Regions from separate parts of the Triticum aestivum genome. Here region 1 is linked to region 2. A link is a contact called in public Hi-C data. All regions are on one chromosome and are shown on one strand. Each heading gives the region's core, a stretch centred on a gene start, on an enhancer-like site or on the middle of the called end of the contact. The rest is flanking DNA. Distances are from core to core; before and after follow the strand shown. Region 1 holds the start of LOC123098092 (actin-depolymerizing factor 5). Region 2 holds the start of LOC123098089 (acyl-CoA-binding domain-containing protein 5).

Region 1 (4,821 bases), core at 1,104-3,603, 350 kb before region 2:
CCTCCTATACATCACACGCACGTACGGCACAATCTCAAGCCACGGATCGATAATTTTTCTAAATCAAAGCCCAAACCCTCGTCAGATCGCATCGAGCGAGACTGCTGGCAGAGCACACCAACCAGCCAGCCAGCCCCAATCAGCGTCCGTTCGATTATAGTACACCGGCGATCGTCGGCGACAGGCACACCAACATAGTAAAGCTCGCTCTGGGCGGCGGCTCGCTCATTGCGCGCGCTCTCTGATGACGTCGAAGCCCATCTCGGAGCGCTCGGTGGCCTGCACCTCGTAGTGGACCCCCTCCAGCACCCGCCGCAGGCCTTGCTTCGACGTCGCGTACAGAATCTTGGCTCTTATCCTCGACGCCGCCGGCGACCTGAATCAAGAGAAAAACAGAGCAACAAATCATCATCATCATCATCAACCAATCGAGTAACCGACCCAACCCACTGCCTGTGGCTCCATCCTAATCCCACTGAATTATGAAACAACTTTGTATGTACTCGTGTGAGGCCGATGCACCAGCAGCTGTTGCCATCGAACAAAGCCAGAGCGCTTTAACAAAAGGAGACCGGCTGCTGGTGGACAATGGAGAATGGACACTCGACAGGCTTGCTAACCTAACAGTATTTAACTACCCAGTTCTGCTGTCAAGTGCTTTAATCGTGCTTGCTTTTGATAAGATAGTACAAGGAGGAGGAACTGATTGATCAAGCTGCGCACTTTCGATTAAGCCAGTGAAATGTTGACTGAAATACAATCGTAAAAAGTTATTGGTATGGGCGGTGCCTGCTTTCGATGAGGGGCCAAATCTAATATACAAGGACAGACAGATCTGCACAACAGATGTATACAGGTCTCCAGATCTGATCTGATTAAAGAGCCCGCCCACCTTAGCTGTGGGGGTTAAGAGAAAAATAATGCAGGGATGAGTACTAAGGACAACAGTAACAAAGATGCGGCAGCAAGGACAAAGCAAAGCAAGCAAGAAAGAGAAGGGTGATGGTGGCCCTGCCAAGAAAGTTTGGCCCCCGTCATGATCTCGACCAGACCTGCGTTTGAGTTTGACAAGGCAGCGGGGGTATGGGCCAGACAACCAACTCTTGTGGAAAATGGAAAAAGTTTGATGCGTATTCGGTGTTCCTTCTTTCTTAGCGATAAGGATGTGGGGCTGATTGCAGAGTCATTTGGTCTGCAGATTTCCTGTCAATTTCTTGATGCTCTCAGGCGCCCTAGTTATATTTGGTGCGTGGGCAGATGGAGAGAAGATGCCCCACATCTTAATTTTAGTCTGAGCTCCTTTCTCAATGACGATGCAATATGTGATTGCTTGATTGCGATTTTGTTTGGTAGTTGGTAGGACTATGGTCAATTGATATACTAGTAATTTGCACTTGCGTCATGTAATTACTACCAACTTGGCGTTAGTGTGTTATATAGTGCAGAGGACCAAAGAGGATTTGGTATCTTGGCTAGTTTCTTGCTGGCAGCTGCCGTAGTTTATGAATGACTTGCATATCATCCAAAGAGCAGTTGCGCTGACAGGCAAAAACTTAGACCCTTACGGTTCGGACAATCAAAGCTGTTTATAATACATACAGTGTGCAGCCAGCAAGGAATGCTTAGCCGCCAGAACCAAGAAACCATCCAGCATCGCGGTATCCGCATCAATAATTATGGCTAATAATCAAGATCAGACGCCATGATTTAATCGATTTGACGGTAAGTAAGTGAACGAGAAAGGAGTGAATAATTACCATGCGATGAAGAAGATCTTGCTCTTCTGGCAGTTGTCGACGGAGACGAAGTCGAAGTCGAAGACGGCGTAGCGGCAGTCGTCGCCGGGCAGCGCGGCGACGAGCTCCTCGTACCCCTCCCCGGGGCCGCCCACCTTGTCCACCAGCACGGCGCGCGTCCGCTCGTCGATCTTGTAGACCACGAAGCGGTGCACCTTCTTCCACTTCATCTCCGTGAACCACCGCTTGCACTCCTCCTTGATGTTCATCCCCTCCGTCGCCTGCACACACCACCCGCCGCGAAATCATCATAAACATCGTCAATTGCCTCATGCCCCAGACGCGTCAAGGAAAGCAGCAGTGGTAAAGGCCTGGATCCTTACCATCTTGTAAGCCATTGCCATGGCTGCGGGTCGTCGCCGGTGAGGACGAGGAAAGGAGGGAAGGATCGGTGGAAGAAGGGAGGGGTTCTTCCTTGGCGCTGCGTTGGTTGCTTGAGGCTTGAGGAGGGTGCCCCTTGCGGCCTTGCCTGCCCCTTGTATGGGTGTGGGTTTGGCAGTCCTCCTGTCTCTTGACAATTAGGTGAGGCGGGGGCAGGGTCGGCTTTATACAAAAGAAGCGTGGCAAGCAGCCCAAAATTCCATTCTTCTCCTTTTATTATAAAACAAAATGAAAAGGCTAGGATGCAACTGGGGGTACGGGCATCCCTCCCACACATGCCTTCCTTGTGCTGCGTTGCCTGTCCATTTCTCATCTCAACAATAAAAAAACAGGGAAACTTTTTGTGATAGAGAGGAATTAGCAACTCCTTTTACAGTTGATGGAATTGTTGTTACTTTGCACTAGATAGATAGATATCTGAACAAGTGAATGGATATCCCTTCAAGATAACAGTCTGCCTAGATAGATTGCTGCTCGTCGTTAATCATCAGTTTCTATCCATAAGAGCGCCTTTTACATTCACCCGTTAATATAACGAAGATGTGACACGCCACAGCGAGGAGCAGTAGCACGCACTGGCGTGCAATCATCGTCATGGCGATCTGAATTACCACCAATGATGGTGCCGTCGGCAAGACGATCTTGCACCAAGATTCGCACCCACTGGTCACCGGCGTACGCGACCGTGGGGCATGGAAGAAGCTACCGCACGCCCCGCCTAGCATCTACGCGCTCCTCGTCATGACCCGTGCGTGCCCATTCCCCCCACCCCCACCCATTCTTTGCTTCCAAGGGAAGAAGGGAGCAAAGGTAAATTCGCCATTTGCCGCGAGAAAAGTAGAGAAAGCGGTGGCGACCGGGGACGGGGGCTCCTCTCCTCTATGCTTTTTCCGTTTTTCCTCGGTTTCACGTGTGCGTCGGTGACCTCAGACAGTTGCTGGTGCGCAGGGCAGAGCCCTTTTTTCTGATTTTTATTTTAAAGTTCTATAGGTGGGACGAGGAGACCCGCTGGCGCTAAATTGAAAGCTGCTCGCGGTCGCGCACTGGCCGTGCGGGGCTGCATTTCAACCAGCAGATTAATGAGCGCTTTATGAGGCGCAGAAGTGGTACTGCCACATGGTCGCCGGTGGCATTACTTTCTGGCGGCGGGCCAAACAGTACGGAGTAGACATGATCGGCTAAAATGCATAGGGGCTTCAGGGCATCTCCAATGGCAACTCGCAATTATTTTTTCTGCATCCGTTCACGGACAAGTGGATCGCTATGCGGACACGGATGCGGGAGGCCGTCATCCAACACTAGTCACATACATTTCAACCTGTATTTTAACTCGGCAGGCGAAATTCATGCGAATCGGCCAATATTTATCAAAGTTCGGATGAAAATAACACAAATCATCCATACACACCATGCAAATTAAGTCTAGTATAACACGGTCTCAAATTTGACTAGACCCCATATGTCCAACAAGTTATTTATGAACGGATCATGTTGTCCCACAGATACTTTTACTTCAGCTTCATCCAACAGTGTGTGCACGTAAATGGTTGTTGCTCTATCCTGTGATACACCACAACAGCGCGCGCGGGCTACATATAGTGTGTAGACCCACATTGAGTGAATGAATCAATCGACAAGGTGAACAAGAGGAAGACAAACTTACGATCTCGTCCTCTGCCACGTACAATGGCCACCTTGCCTCGAGCTGAGAACCACGTCGCAAAACTTGGTGACGTTGATTTGGATAGCATGCAAGCGATACGACAATGACCACACGTTGCGTGGTTGAATGATGTACATGTCGTAGGGCGCAATGTGTTTTTATGCATGAAACTTTTCATGCACTTGCTCCCAAAAGGGCTCTCCTCTGCTCCTGCCTATCAAATCCACAGATACATCCAGCCACGCATCGCATAAGAACTCATCCTCCATGGTCGAGTAGCTCACCATCCTTCGTGCCCTAAAAAATGACATAGCATTTGAAAATAAGCTCAATGACATTTGACCGAACAACTGCCGAGCGTGGCGTCCATCATGGAGGTCGTTGGTACAAACGGCTCCAAGGTGAAAAGCTCCGTCGTAACGGCGAGCGGACGTGTCGGTGCTGGTTGCAGACGTCCGACCATGCCTCTGTGGCGGTCGGAGACGTACAACGGCGGCGGAGGAGGTGGAGGGTGCGGATGCAAAGTAAAGGGGAAAGGGGCAGGGTGAAAGGAAATGGGACCGGAGGGAGGGGGGCTTGAGTGGGCCGAGGATGTCGGAGTCTTATGTTTTGGGTGTCCGAACTCTCGCAAACCTACCCCACTTTTGTCCCTAATTTATGGGAGAAAACGCGTCCGGGCCGTCCCGCGGACCGATAGAGGCCCGCGTTGAATGGCTTCAGCGGTCTGGACAGCATGATCCCGATGGATGCGGCGGTTTGCAGGTCTACCATGGAGATGCCCTTAGTTGTGGAGATCCTCCAAAATCTGTTTGCGTAAATACAGATTGCTCCAACTAAATGGAGCCCGATTTGTTCCTTTGAAGATAAGCACAAATCTCGTTAAAGCCAGTTAGATAGGTATGGCTAAAAATGAAGAGCCTGCTTTGCTATTATGGCTACTCCGAGTAATCATCTTTTGGCGCTCTGACGTGCGTGAGTGCT
Region 2 (5,316 bases), core at 98-2,597:
TGACTTTGGGTCTCCTCGGGGTCGTAGGCACGTCCGTGCCTAGCCTCGAAGATCACGTTCTCCATGTACTGGTTGTAGAAGGGGTCGTCGACCGGTGCCGTTGCTGTTGGCATTCCATCAAACAACACGCGGGGGCCCGGCATGGTGCCCGTGCTTGCTTGCTCTGCATCTCGACGGACAGCCGGTCGCCGCTGCTGGACCCAGGCGTGACATTAAGGTCGATGACGGCCGCGGGGCGCGGTGTCGACGGCGCGAACAAGCCAACGTCCGGCGACCCCGAGAAACGGGTCTGGCCGTCGTGCCTTGGCGGAGGAAAGCCGGGCGACATGGGCGTGGTCCGCGACTGGCAGTGCGCAGGCCGGGCGACCGACGAGCCTGTGCTCGCCGGGCCGACGGCCGCTGTAGTGAAACTGGCCGAACGGCCCATGCCAAGCATGAGGAGGACGTGCGCTTTGTTGACGATGTCCTCCTTCTCGTCGGCCGCGGCCTTGCGCCGAGCGGCCTCCTTCGCATCGCGCTCGGCGGCGAACTTGGCCGCGGCGGCATTGACCCTGACGACCGCTCTCCGGCTCCTCTTCTTCGCCGCTTCCGTGTCCAACCTGGCGTCTCCTCCGGCGTGCACTCCGACCGCGGCTTCCTTGCCGCCTTGGCCGCCTTCTTCTTCACCTTTCCGGGCGGGTCAACGGCCAGGCCACCGGAATTCGGCTGGGAGTCGGCCATGAACGGGGGAGAGAGGGGGCGGCGGGAGGGACGTGGGAGGGTTTGGGGAAAATGGCGCCAAATGGGGCGTGGGGGGTTTTGGTTTCTCCCACCGACAGACGGGCCAGGGGAGGACAAGCGCGCGCGTCCCGCCCATCCGCGCGCTGTCCGTTTCACCCCAAAACCGGCGCAAATTTGGGCCGGGGATGGGTCGAAAGCGGACACGAAACGGACAAAAGTCCGTTTGCTCCCGCGCGCTGGGCCGCCCGGTTTGTCCCTTTTACCCCAAATGAACGGGGACGGACAGGATAGGGGTCGCGCGGTGGAGTTGGCCTAACACGGAGAAATTTCCCACCGAAAGCGCGCAGCACACGCAAAGCGAGCAAAAGGCCGAAACCCCCCACCCAAACCTCCAAACGTTGGCGGTCCGGCGCTCGCTGTCTCCGTCGCCGCCTTCTCGCCGATGACCTCCCTCGTCGCGTAGCCGGACGCAAGGAAGCGAAAACCCCCTGACGGCGTCGCCCCAAGCGGCTCGCGGTGGACGAGACCTTTTCCGCCCTCCCTCCCTCGTGGCGGTCGTATCCGCCCCCGAATATGCCTCTCCCTTTTGGCGCCCCACCCCCTTTACTCTCTCCCCCCACGCACCCACCTCCGTCTCCACCCTCGTCTCTTCTGCTGCTCCCCCTTCTCCTTCTCCTGTAGCCCCCCTGTTTCCGCTTTCTCTTTCCCCCTTCTCCTCGCCGACCCAACCGAACAAGAAAAGCAAGCGAGAAGCCGCATCCGCATCCGCTGCCTCGCTTCCTGCCCCGCCCTTCCCCGCCCGGGATTCATGGAGCTGCTGTTCGAGCTGCTCCTCACGGCGGCGGCCACCCTCCTCGTCGCCTTCCTGCTCGCCAAGCTCCTCTCCGGGACCAATGATCCCCCCCGGCGCGATCGCGCGGCGGGGCCCGCTGACGTGATCGCGGAGGAAAAAGCGGAGGAGGCGGAAGAGGAGAGGGCCATCGAGGTCGACGAGGTGGGAGCGTGGGCGGATGTGGCGGCGCCGCCTCTCGCCGAGGGGTGGGTCGAGGTGGAGAAGGCCCCCGCCACCGTCGCGGAGGGGATGACCGAGTGGGTGGCCGCGGAAGAAGAGGGGGTTCCGGCGACGCTTCTTGCTCCGGAGCTGTTCCTTGGCACCGTGTCGCGGGAGCAGAAGGAGGAGGGTGAAGTTGGCAAGAAGCACTGCGATTTGACCGCCGCCGCGGAGGCGGCTGTCGAAGCGAAGCCGCGTGATTTGGGCGATGAAGCTGCTCCCAGCGAGGTTCTTGACGTGGAGTTGGAGGAAGAGACAGCCCAGCAGCATGATCTGGGCGCTGAAGGTGCCCCGAGTGAAGTCCCTGATGCGGGAGTGCAGAAACAGGAAGTTCATGCTATGGAAGCTGTTGAAGTGAAGCAGCTCCATCTGGATGTGGGGGCTGCTCCTGCAGAAGTTATTGATGCAGGACCGGAGGAGAAGGCGGAGGGAGTGCAAGCTGCTGAAGTGATTCCGCGTGAATTGGCTTCCGAGACTCCACCTGCAGATGTTCTTGACGTCGTAATTGGGAAGCAGGAGGAGCAAGTCATTGAAGCGAGTCAGCACGAATTGGCTCCCGTTGTGGCTCCAAGAGTGATTCCCGATGCCGCAGCAAAGGATGAGGAAATGAAAGAACAATCTGTGGAAGAAGTTGTTCAAGTTCACAATAAGGAGGAAGCTCGGCGTGAGGCCGGCACGGATGATCAGCAAGAAAAACTGGTCCCTAAGGACGAGCCGGCTCTTGAGAAATCTGATGATCTAAATGTCAGCCAAGAAGACAGCTCTAATGACAAAGTGGATGTTCAGTTACCCGAGAAGGATACCACATTGCTAGGGATGCCGGAAGATGAGGCTAGAGCGAGCATGGAGTTTGAAGAGTGGGAAGGGATTGAGAGAAGTGAAGTGGAGAAGAGATTTGGTGCAGCAGCGGCATTTGCAGCTAGTGACGCCGGGGCGGCTGCTCTGTCGAAGCTGAATAGCGATGTGCAGCTGCAGCTGCAGGGACTTCTCAAGGTTGCAGTTGATGGTCCCTGTTATGACGCTGCACAACCACTTACACTGAGACCTTCTTCTCGTGCAAAATGGTACGTGTTTCATCTATCTTTGATACTCGTTCCACTTATCTTTCTTATGATCCAGCAAGTCATATTAGTCAATGATATTTTACAGAACACGTTTGAGTACCCAACCCCCCTGCCAGTGGTAATAACATTGAATCCTTTCTATATGAACAACTGAATGGTTTTGTGCTTGGAAAAAGACCAAAAAGGTTGCTACACCATAATGGCAATCAAATTTATCTGGTACCTTGTCTATTTCTTCTAATGGGGACTATGATAAAAGCTGTGCACTTAAACCAGGTAACTAACTTTGTAGTGTGTAAGGATGTCTCCTGCTACATTGATCTGTCAATGCATAAGGCTGAAATAACATGGACAACTGAATTGTTTGGTGCTTGGCTGTTGCAAGTTGGCAAAAGACCAAAAAGGTAGCTACACCATAATGGCAATCAAATTTGTCTGGTACCGTGTCTATTACTTCTAATGGGGAAACATGGTGCACTTAAATCAAGTAAGTAAATGTGTAGTGTGTAAGGATGTCTCCTACACTGTTCTTTCGTCAATGGATAAGGCTGCATGATTTACAGGAATCTTTTTGAGTTTTTTGAATTTGAATAAACTATACATGAACAGATGAACCCAATATTATTTGAGAGAGTGCGATTTAATCATTAATAGAAGCAGACGAAACACTTTCTGTATGTGTATGCACAACATGAATCAAGCATAGCAACCAAAGCATATTTATCAAGATAGTGTCATCATAGTCGATATATGATCAGTAATTGCCTCAAAGGTTTTGTAGCTAATTCTGAGAGGATTCTTGTCTGTTATTAGGAAGTCAAGAAACCAAAAATGGGCATAATGAAACTAATAGAAGCAGTTCTCGGGATACATTTTGCAGCTAGGTTGACATTGTTAATATGTTCTGAATAAATTGCTAAAACTTTAACATCGTACGCATAACACATTTAATTAATATGTTGGCATATAAATTGTTTGTTATATCTCTATAGACCTCATCAGTTAGAAACCATTTGAAATTTGAAATGATGGACTGGCAGGCGGGACTCACCTGTTAGTGTACCCATCTATCTTCTTCACCTTTCTTGTAATTGGCACGTGGGACCCACTTGCAAGTGAGTGCGTAATAGAACAATTGAAATCATAGTGTTCTGTGTTCATAGGAATTACCTTGTACAGTATTTTATCCTCCCAGACATCCTCAGATCGCATTTGGTGCTAAGGAATAGGTAATAAAAGGATTATAGCCCTTACCTGCAAAGTGGAGGAAATCCCACTGGAGATACCCATTGCTTATAGATATCCACCTGTACTCCAAAATTCGTCATTTTACCACACGTGTTTTCAAATTTTGGCAACAAAACATATTCTTAATAAAACACTATTTTACCACCTTTTAGTTTGGGGCCGTGTACGAAATTGTAAATCTTGTGCCATTATGACAAGTACTGTTGGGCTTTGCCTAAACTCAATGTTATAGGTTGGTCTGGTGCAATTTCCACTGTAAACTGAATTGACAATTCCACATCAAGTGATTTACCTTCTGTCGATCTGCCTTCTGTCGATTTGTTCTCTAATTTGGCATAATTGACAGTAAGTAGGCACTGAACAACCTCTCTTGCGCAAGTTTCTTTGGGGTAAGGTACAGCAGTAGCAAAGAATTTTAATGTATACCTTATAGATTCTTGTGCAAATTTAGCTGGTGGCCCTGTGGTCATATCTTCAGAATGGTGTCATAATATGAGAAGCCTGTCCGCAAACATGCATATCTTATATTTAAACCTAGAGTGTACTGCTGTGATTTAGTCCATTTCAAGGGGACGATACCTGTCCTTACCTGTTAACGCGACACAAACACCCTGTTTTGGAGCTGCAAATACTGCCTGAGATCATAAGTTCTGATCTTACGAGTTACGAGCAATAAACTGTATACTGCAGAGTGATATTCTTGTAATGCAAGCACATGCTTAAAAATGTTAGAAAAGAAACTGGTAGATTTGTCTTTAGAGCCTTGTTGGCCAAATCTTATAAGCCTTATATATTGATTAATTAAACAGACCACTGCCAACCAGTGGTGGTACACATCTAACGACCAAACTTACCTATTTTGGAACGAGAAGGTTTCATAGATGTTAAAATATGGAATGCTGGTCAAAAGTGTACTACTGAAATGTTGACGTACTAACACACACCTAACTGATATACATGACATGGTCATGGCAGATATCTTGCAGCTATTTCTGATGTGTGATCTGTCAATCATATTTATTTACAAAGAACTGATTCTGGAGTTGTACTTGCAATAATTATGAGTGTGCTACATACATGTTTTTTATTTCCAATAATTCTGTTGAATGTATCAAAGTACTTGGAAAGTATGAGTAAGAAAATGACATGAGGAAAATACGCACACGATATCCGGTAAATGATATAAAATCTTGTAACGATTTTGACTTGACAATCATTCTACTATTTTGGACT

Evidence for each region. A called contact is a pair of places that touch in the nucleus more often than the background predicts.
Region 1: a contact with region 2 is called in a Hi-C map of leaf, with 4 times the contacts expected there. The contact joins the promoter of LOC123098092 here to the promoter of LOC123098089 in region 2. A contact is called at or near these places in 2 of 5 Hi-C or Micro-C datasets (both in leaf).

What each region holds. Positions count from the first base shown.
Region 1 is chr4D:387,400,122-387,404,942 of IWGSC CS RefSeq v2.1, reverse strand. LOC123098092 (actin-depolymerizing factor 5) reads right to left here and starts at 2,353. Exons shown (of 3, transcript XM_044519967.1): 1 at 2,120-2,353; 2 at 1,758-2,017; 3 at 1-376. The coding sequence starts at 2,140. The coding sequence ends at 226.
Region 2 is chr4D:387,045,704-387,051,019 of IWGSC CS RefSeq v2.1, reverse strand. It overlaps LOC123098089 (acyl-CoA-binding domain-containing protein 5), which reads left to right and starts at 1,347. Exons shown (of 5, transcript XM_044519964.1): 1 at 1,347-2,835. The coding sequence starts at 1,529.